Regions from separate parts of the Mus musculus genome. Here region 1 is linked to region 2. Evidence: chromatin contacts called from public promoter capture Hi-C data. All regions are on one chromosome and are shown on one strand. The core of a region is the stretch at or near the end of the contact, and the rest is flanking DNA. Distances in the headings are between cores, read along the strand shown.

Evidence for each region. Promoter capture Hi-C pulls out the DNA fragments that hold promoters and counts their contacts.
Region 1: a promoter capture Hi-C map of the C10 cell line shows a contact between it and region 2. The contact joins two enhancer-like sites. A contact is called at or near these places in 3 of 39 promoter capture datasets (the C10 cell line, cranial neural crest and pre-B cells).

What each region holds. Positions count from the first base shown.
Region 1 is chr11:88,895,397-88,899,322 of GRCm38.p6, reverse strand. No RefSeq gene overlaps it. Among named protein-coding and RNA genes, the nearest start is that of Gm23507, 7.8 kb to the left of the region's middle. Within about 2 kb of position 1,527, at least 40 of the 459 cell types and tissues checked have an H3K27ac peak or open chromatin away from gene starts, as enhancers often do.
Region 2 is chr11:88,354,662-88,358,928 of GRCm38.p6, reverse strand. All of the region lies in intron 11 of Msi2 (musashi RNA-binding protein 2), which reads left to right. Among named protein-coding and RNA genes, the nearest start is that of Mir378b, 4.0 kb to the right of the region's middle. Within about 2 kb of position 1,853, at least 120 of the 459 cell types and tissues checked have an H3K27ac peak or open chromatin away from gene starts, as enhancers often do.

The DNA of each region.
Region 1 (3,926 bases), core at 278-2,777, 540 kb before region 2:
CACAAGTCCAGCTCGTGCCTGTAATGCCAGCTCCAAGGTGGGTGAGGACAGGACACACCACTGGGGTTTACTGACTGGCTTCTTAGCCTAGCTGAGAAAACCCAAGCCCCAGGTCTAGGAAGAGACCTTGCTCAAAAGAATAGATGAGGATTGGTAGAGGAAAACCTGATACCCTTTTCTGGCCCCTACATGAACACAAACACTCAAACAGACACATAAACAGAAATAAGTAAGAAAACAAACAAATAGGTCTTCAAAAATGAAAGAAACTAGAATGATAGATAGCTGGCAGGGTCTGGGCGAGGGGGGATGGATTTTATGGCAGAATGACGGCTATAAAGTTTCCGTTTTATATGATGGAAAAAATAGCTACTGGTGATGCTACCATAATTTCATGAGTGTATTGAATATCACTGAACTATGAGCTTATATATGGTTAAGATGGCTGGGTATGGTAGTATATACCAGTCTTTAATCTTTGTGAGTCTCAGGCCAGCCTGGTCTGCATAAAGAGTTCCAGGCAAGCTAGGGTTACACAGTGTCCCTGTTTCAAAATAAAATAAAAACAAAAACAAGAAACAAAATAAAACAACAACAACAACAATAAACCCCAAAATGGCTAAAATAGTAAATTTTAGGTTTTGAATATTTTGTAATGAAAACAAAATGAAAGGCAGGTGTCTTGGGATATTCTTGTGGTCTCAGCTCTCGGGAGGCTGAGGCAGAAGGATTGGATTGCGAAAGCCAGCCAGGCTGCTTCCATCCTGTTTCAAAGAAAAGGGTGCGGAGAGGAGAGAGCAGGTAGCAAAAGGAAAGGGGAGGGAGAAATTTAAATTCATACTGCCGAGAAACTGTCATATGATTTTGATTCTCACAATATAACAAGTGTAATAAAGATTCAAAGAGGAGGATTGCAAATTCAAGGCTGGTAATTGGCTACACAGTGAATACAAAGGCAGTGTGACTGAATGAGACTCTGTCTGAAAAAAATAAACTAAAACAACAACAACAAACAGAAAGCAGGCGCTGGAGGTGTAGCTCAGTTAAGGGAGTAATTGTTCCCCACGTCCACCCTCAGAACTGCATTTATCAGCACGGTGCCACAAGCCTTTAATGCCAGCTCACAGGAGATGAAAATAGGGTGTCTGAAGTTCAAGGCCATCCTCAGCCGCCACAGGAGGAACTTGGTACAGCCTAGGCAAAATACCTGTTTTACAACAAAAACAAACCCCCCAAATCTAGCACTTACTTCCCTTCGCTGAAATGACTGACATCTAGCTATTTCCGCGTTTGCAATATAGTTTCTGAATTCCCGTATCTGCTGCCTGTGTTTTATGGGTCTGCAGGAGCCTGGAGGTCTAAATGTGTGTACAGAGAAGCCCTCGGGACTTGTATTCAAGGATGGGAGTGAGAGGGAAATGAACACTGACTCAAGCTTGGAAATTGCCAGCACAGGGCTGAAATCTGAGCTCCTGGAAACCTCGCCGCCCTCCCAGCTCCACAGACTGGCAAGGGGTTTGTGCTAAATTCCCGGGAACCTGCTTCCTGTCAGGTGTCTAGGAAGACACACCCAGTTCCTGGCCCTTCTGGGGCTTGAAAGTGAAAGGTTTTTGTCTGGATTTGAGGACAAACAACTCCGGAGAGGCTACGGAGCAGCAAAGGACCCTGGGGAAGAGGCAGTGTGTGAGTTAATTGCGAAGAACCGAGACCATCACCCCAAACTCTTTACCCATTTAGTTTCTTGAGCTCGAAGCAATCAATTTTGGTAAGAGAAAAGTGGAAAAGGGGGATGTGGCTCAGAGGCTCAGCAGATAAAGGAACGTTGCCAAGCCTGAAGACCTAAGTTTGATCCCTGGGACCCACACAATGGAAAGATAAAACCACCCCCCACAAATTGTCCTCTGACTTCCGCACAAACAACATAATGAATAAAATGTAATAAAAGGCTTAATTGACACATGAAACCAGCATATATTCAGTGCAGACACAATTGGGGAGGTGGGTGTTCAGACATGTAGTCCAGGCTAGCTTCAAACACAATGTGTAGCTGAACTGCCTCCCAAGTGCTGAATTACAGGGGTGAATCACCATGCCTGGCTACCAACAGTTTTATTTATTTATTTATTTATTTATTTATTTATTTATTTATTTATTTATCACCTATACATTGTATCACGAACAACACCATCAAATTAGTAAGCCATCAGTCAAATCAATAATAACCCTATCATCCCAACGGTATCTATCTGTGATACCTATATGTATGCATGTGGGTGGTGAAGCCCCTTAAATCTCTTGTCTCAGGATATGGAGGCACAAATCTCTAATCCCAGCTCTTGGGAAGCTGAGGCAGGAGTGAAAGACCCCATCATAAGGCTTAGCAAGCTAGCTGCAGTAACGCCATTTTGCAAGGCATGAAAAAGTACCAGAGCTGAGTTCTCAAAAGCTACAAGAAAGTTCAGTAAAAGATTAACAGTTAAAGATTAAGGCTGAATAATACTGGGACAGGGGCCAAATATCGGTGGTCAAGCACCTGGGCCCCGGCTCAGGGCCAAGAACAGATGGCTCTCAGACGTCAGTGTTAGCAGAACTAGCTTCACTGATTTAGAAAAATAGAGGTGCACAGTGCTCTGGCCACTCCTTGAACCTGTGTGTCTGTCAACGTTCTGACCAGGTGTGTGCCCATTGTTGAACCTTCATTAGACCCTTTCCTCGTACCCCTCCCATACCCATTTCTTGAGAATAGACATTGTTTAGAACTAAAAAGTCCCACCTCAGTTTCCCCAAATGACCGGGAAATACCCCAAGCCTTATTCGAACTAACCAACCAGCTCGCTTCTCGCTTCTGTAACCGCGCTTTTTGCTCCCCAGCCCCAGCCCTATAAAAAGGGTAAAAACTCCACACTCGGCGCGCCAGTCCTCCGATAGACTGAGTCGCCCGGGTACCCGTATTCCCAATAAAGCCTCTTGCTGCTTGCATCCGAATCGTGGTCTCGCTGGTCCTTGAGAGGGTCTCCTCAAATTGATTGACTTCCCACGTCGGGGGTCTTTCATTTGGAGGTCCCACCGAGATTTGGAGACCCCTGCCCAGGGACCACCGACCCCCCGCCGGGAGGTAAGCTGGCCAGCGGTCGTTCCGTGTCTGTCTCTGTCTTCGTGCGTGTTTGTGCCGGCATCCAATGTTTGCGCCTGCGTCTGTACTAGTTAGCTAACTAGATCTGTATCTGGCGGTTCCGCGGAAGAACTGACGAGTTCGTATTCCCGGCCGCAGCCCTGGGAGACGTCCCAGCGGCCTCGGGGGCCCGTTTTGTGGCCCATTCTGTATCAGTTAACCTACCCGAGTCGGACTTTTTGGAGCTCCGCCACTGTACGTGGCTTTGTTGGGGGACGAGAGACAGAGACACTTCCCGCCCCCGTCTGAATTTTTGCTTTCGGTTTTACGCCGAAGCCGCGCCGCGCGCCTGATTTGTTTGTTGTTCTTTTGTTCTTCGTTAGTCTTCTTCTGTCTTTAAGTGTTTTCGAGATCATGGGACAGACCGTAACTACCCCTCTGAGTCTAACCTTGCAGCACTGGGGAGATGTCCAGCGCATTGCATCCAATCAGTCTGTGGATGTCAGGAAGAGGCGCTGGGTTACCTTCTGTTCCGCCGAATGGCCAACTTTCAATGTGGGATGGCCTCAGGATGGTACTTTTAATTTAGGTATTATCTCTCAGGTCAAGTCTAGAGTGTTTTGTCCTGGTCCCCACGGACACCCGGATCAGGTCCCATATATCGTCACCTGGGAGGCACTTGCCTATGACCCCCCTCCGTGGGTCAAACCGTTTGTCTCTCCAAAACCCCCTCCTTCACCGACAGCTCCCGTCCTCCCGCCCGATCCTTCTGCGCAACCTCCGTCCCGATCTGCCCTTTACCCTGCCCTTACCC
Region 2 (4,267 bases), core at 604-3,103:
CCACACCCTTAGGAACCAGCCAGCCTGAAGTGAAGACAACAGGTAGTTAATGACCCTACACCACCAAGAAGCCCAGTCACAGAAACCTGTTCCATGCACAGGAGGAGCAGGTTAGGATGGGGTTCACTAGTCTAGATGAGGGTACATTTGAAGCCCTGCAAACAGTTAACTGTGGCTGGAGATTTCAATACAGTCGGGGTGGAATGAGCATCCGGTGATGTTAGAGAGCTGAAAAGACTAGTGTAGAGAGAGCCCCTGGTACCCAGCCATGAAGCCTGGATTCACCTGGCAACAAGTAGGGAAACCCCAAAGCAGGAAGAGAAACCAGAGGTGCGTGATTGACATACCTTGGCAGCATTATTCAGGGTAGCATGAAGGAGCTGGTAATTCTTAGACATTGTGGCCTCTGAGTGCACATCAGTAAATACCTACATAAGAGGTCTCATACTCTCCTCAACCATGGCGACGGAGGCTGGGCTAGGGTACGGAAGGATTCTGTGGAGACTCAGTCACACAGTCAAGTTTCCGATCAGGCTGTAGGTGACGGAGAGCTCGGCAGCCAAGCTCAGTACGTGAGGAGAGACCTGCCCCTGCCTTCAGAGATTGGGAACAGAAGACTGGCTACTAGGGAGTGCAATATAGACTTAAAGAGACTGGGCTACCTAGAAGCCAGCCAGGGTCACTATGTATATTGTGGGGCTGGGGACTGGTTCAAATTCTTCATAGCAGTAAACTGAGAAAGACAGAGCCACCTAAGAGAGATGACCTGGGCAGGGCCCCAGAGCAGACACAAGTCTCCATTTTACCTTCAGTGATAAGTTATCATCCACTCCCACCCTCAGGATGTCAGTTCTCACTCCGTTGCCCTCACGGCAGCCTCTGCCCTCGTCCTTTCTGCTGGTCCATCTCTCATTGCCCTTGTCTGGCTCGGACTAGTAGAAAGACAGCCACACCTAGTGACCGGAACGTCTCAAAATATACATCTGCTGGAAGTTTCCTTAAAGAGTAACAGGAGAGTATTAGAAACATTCCCCTACTTTATTAATACAATAATAACAATTCATCAGTAGTTGCTCACATTATGTGAGTCAAGTGCTGTGTGCGCCAAGCCCACACGCCATACCCCTACTTAATTCGGAAGCCATAAATGGGTGCCATCAGTCCCCTTCCCATTTTAGAGATTACAAACTGTGGCTCGGGGAAGAGATAGTAGCTTATCTGAGGTGGCAGTGACAGGATTTGAGCCTGTCCCATCAGCCTGTGTTCTGAGCCACTATCCACACATGCTCTGTTGTGCCAGTCTCTCTCCCGCGGTGGTTGAGCCAGACTGCAACTTTTAAACACTCGACAGAAAGGTGCAGCTGTTCCCACTCAATTCTTCCTATCCTTAGGGGAGGCGATAACCCAAAATCATTTACAAGTGGTCTCGAGAGGCACGCTGTGCATTTTTGCACCTGCTTCTGTTGTTGGGACTCCGCAGCATGGTTCTGCCTGGCTGATCTTTGGCTGACATTTTGATTTGATCCCTGCATCCATTCGGACCAGTGTCAGACAAAGGAGATCCAGAAGAGGTGTGGTCCATCAAGACGAAGCCAGGTTGAAGGGAATTCTTTGAAGGGAACTCTTAGTTAAAATACAGCTGAAGGAAGTTAGTCACTGTCCGAGGTGATAGATAAGGGAGGGATCTCTGGGTAGGCAGACTTCTCTAAGCAGGGGGGAGTCAGCATCCCTTTCTTTGCCTTGCACAAACAGCATCTGGAAAGTGGTTAGGAAACACTGCCCAGCCCTAGAGCAAGGAGGCCATTGGCTGCTCAGTTGCTGGGCTGGGCTGTGGGCCAATGGTGGAGAAGGGGGTGTGGCCACAGGCGCAGCCGGCTCCTTACCCAATCTTCTTTCAGGGAGGCTTGGGCACCAGGTACCATAGCAACTGCAAACAGGGGCTCATTTGTTTTGTAGATGAGTAATTACTACACAATTAAAGAAGGCTAAAAATAAATGGGCCCTTTGTTCCAGGCTACTTATTAATATTAATAAAGTGGTCTGTCCAGGTCCATGGCAAATAGTGAATCCCACACTTGCGCCCGGGTGTCTGAGGTAGAGACCGGTGTGTGAAGAAAGCAGGCCAGCCCTGCTTCGCTGCCAGCTTCCCTCTCTTTCTGGAAGCTATTTCTGGCTATGTCTTGGAGAGGGTGGGCTTCCTGGGTCTTGGAAAGTTCAGCCTTACAGATAGATACACACAGAACGGTGGGTACCCTGGAGAGTCAGGCAGAAAACTAATCCACCCCTCCCCCACCAGAGAACAGACCAGAAACACAGCAGAAACCACATGACATGGAAGAAACTCCTTGTCTCTTTATGCTCTCTTTGACCTCACATTGTCTTCTTTAATCCAGAAAAACACCCTTTAAACCTTCCACTGAGATTTCAGGGTCTTCCTCTGCCAGCCTCTTTTTCTGTTTGCCTGTCTTGGGGAATAAACTCACCATGACAGGCTAGGGGTCTTCACCATGACAGGCTAGGGGTCTCGTCGAGTTCATGACCTCCATCCCTTAGGTCTTGACCTTCAAGGTTCAAATAGCTAAGAGGATATTGAAACCACCAAGAGGTGCTCCCACCTCCTAGAGGAGGAGATGGCCTTGAGAGTGAGAAATAGCTTAGAAGATAAACCCGAGGGAGGATGGGCGGGGCATGGTTCCTGGCCGGCATCCACCTCTACTAAATGAGGATTTCAGACTTACAGTCCCCAGTAGGTCCCATCAGCCCGGCAGCTCTGTATTGCTGCGCCGTCCAAAGCTCCTGATCCTTCGTCCTAGGAGACATAAGCAGTGGAAATGACAGTGGCTTAAGGACATCGTGCGGAGAAAGCCAAGAGCATCCCAGTGGCAGGAAATCCCGTGGAGGTGTGGGGTGTGCCCTTGAAAACAGTCAGCCATCAAGTGCAGGGTGCATGGCGGTGTGGCAGGGCTCTGTTTACAGTAAGAATCACATTTTCAGTATATCAGATTTCCAGCCTTAAGTGTGCTTGGTGGGACCTTTCAGGCTTCTGTGGTTCTGTCTTTGTGAACAGGACTCATCAATAGCAGAAGACCTGGGGCTAGGGGAGACGGCTCAGTTGGTAAAGGGCGTGCTGTTGCAAGCAGGTGGACTTGAGTTCTGATTCCCGGTGCTCACATAACAGCAATGCTCAGCTGCATCCGTAATCCCAGCACTTAGGAGGTGGAGACAGGTGGATCCCTGGAGCTGATTGGTCAGCCTGCTTAACCAAATGGATGAGTTCCAAGTTCATCGAGAGACCCTGTCACAAATAAGGTGGAGAGCAATAAAGACACTTGACATGTACACCCCCCACACAAACACACACATACAGGACACACAAATTCAATAACAGAAGACCTGCTCATCGCTGCTAGTGAGCAAGTGAGCCAGCCTTACAGTTTGTTACAACTATGCTGCGTGCTGGAATCTCCCGGGTGTTTTTTCAACTTCCCTCACTGCCAGGCCATATTTCAAACCCATCAAATCAGAGCCTGGGCAAAGTCAGTGTATAGCCATAGCCTCACGTCCTGGTTAGTTGTGCAACTTTATACCATCCCTGACCATGGCAGGCACCCAGCATCCTCCAAAGGGAAGCAGGGGAAGTCACCAGCCTAGGTTTAGAGTCCCTATGGGCTTAGGGCTCTTCTGCCTACCAGGGCCAACAAGACCACCTTCAAGGACGACCTTAAGGGGTCCTTGTCTCTGTGGTGTGACTCTCCCATCTCCCTTGAGTCCAGGCTGAGATGAGGAGCAAAAAGTTTAGACAACTGTAAACAGGGAAGCAGCCATACGCCTAGACTGGCTGACAAATGGAAGCCTCTTGCTAAGGTCGGAGTTTGTTTGTTATTAAAGACCTAATTAGGAACATGAGAGGGAGCTGAATGGCTCCGCGCTTGGTTAATTAGTGACATGTATGCGCCCGCTTTGAACTTCAAGGACACAGAGCTATTAGTGCTTACATCAAAAATGGATTAAACTCCTGCGTCTTTACAATCATTAAAGACGGACTACTCAAGTGGAAAGCCTTCTGTACAGATCCTTGAGGGACTATGCCCTCAACACCCTCCTCACCCACCAGCCACCAGCCACACCCAGATGCTGGGTCCCCGGGTGCCAAGATGCTGTTAGAAGTGATTGGGCAGCAAGTGCCAATCGGCCATGAGGTGTCCCAGCTCCCCACAGGACCCAGCAGAGTGAGATGGACTTTGAGGGCTGGGTTAGTTCTCTGGGG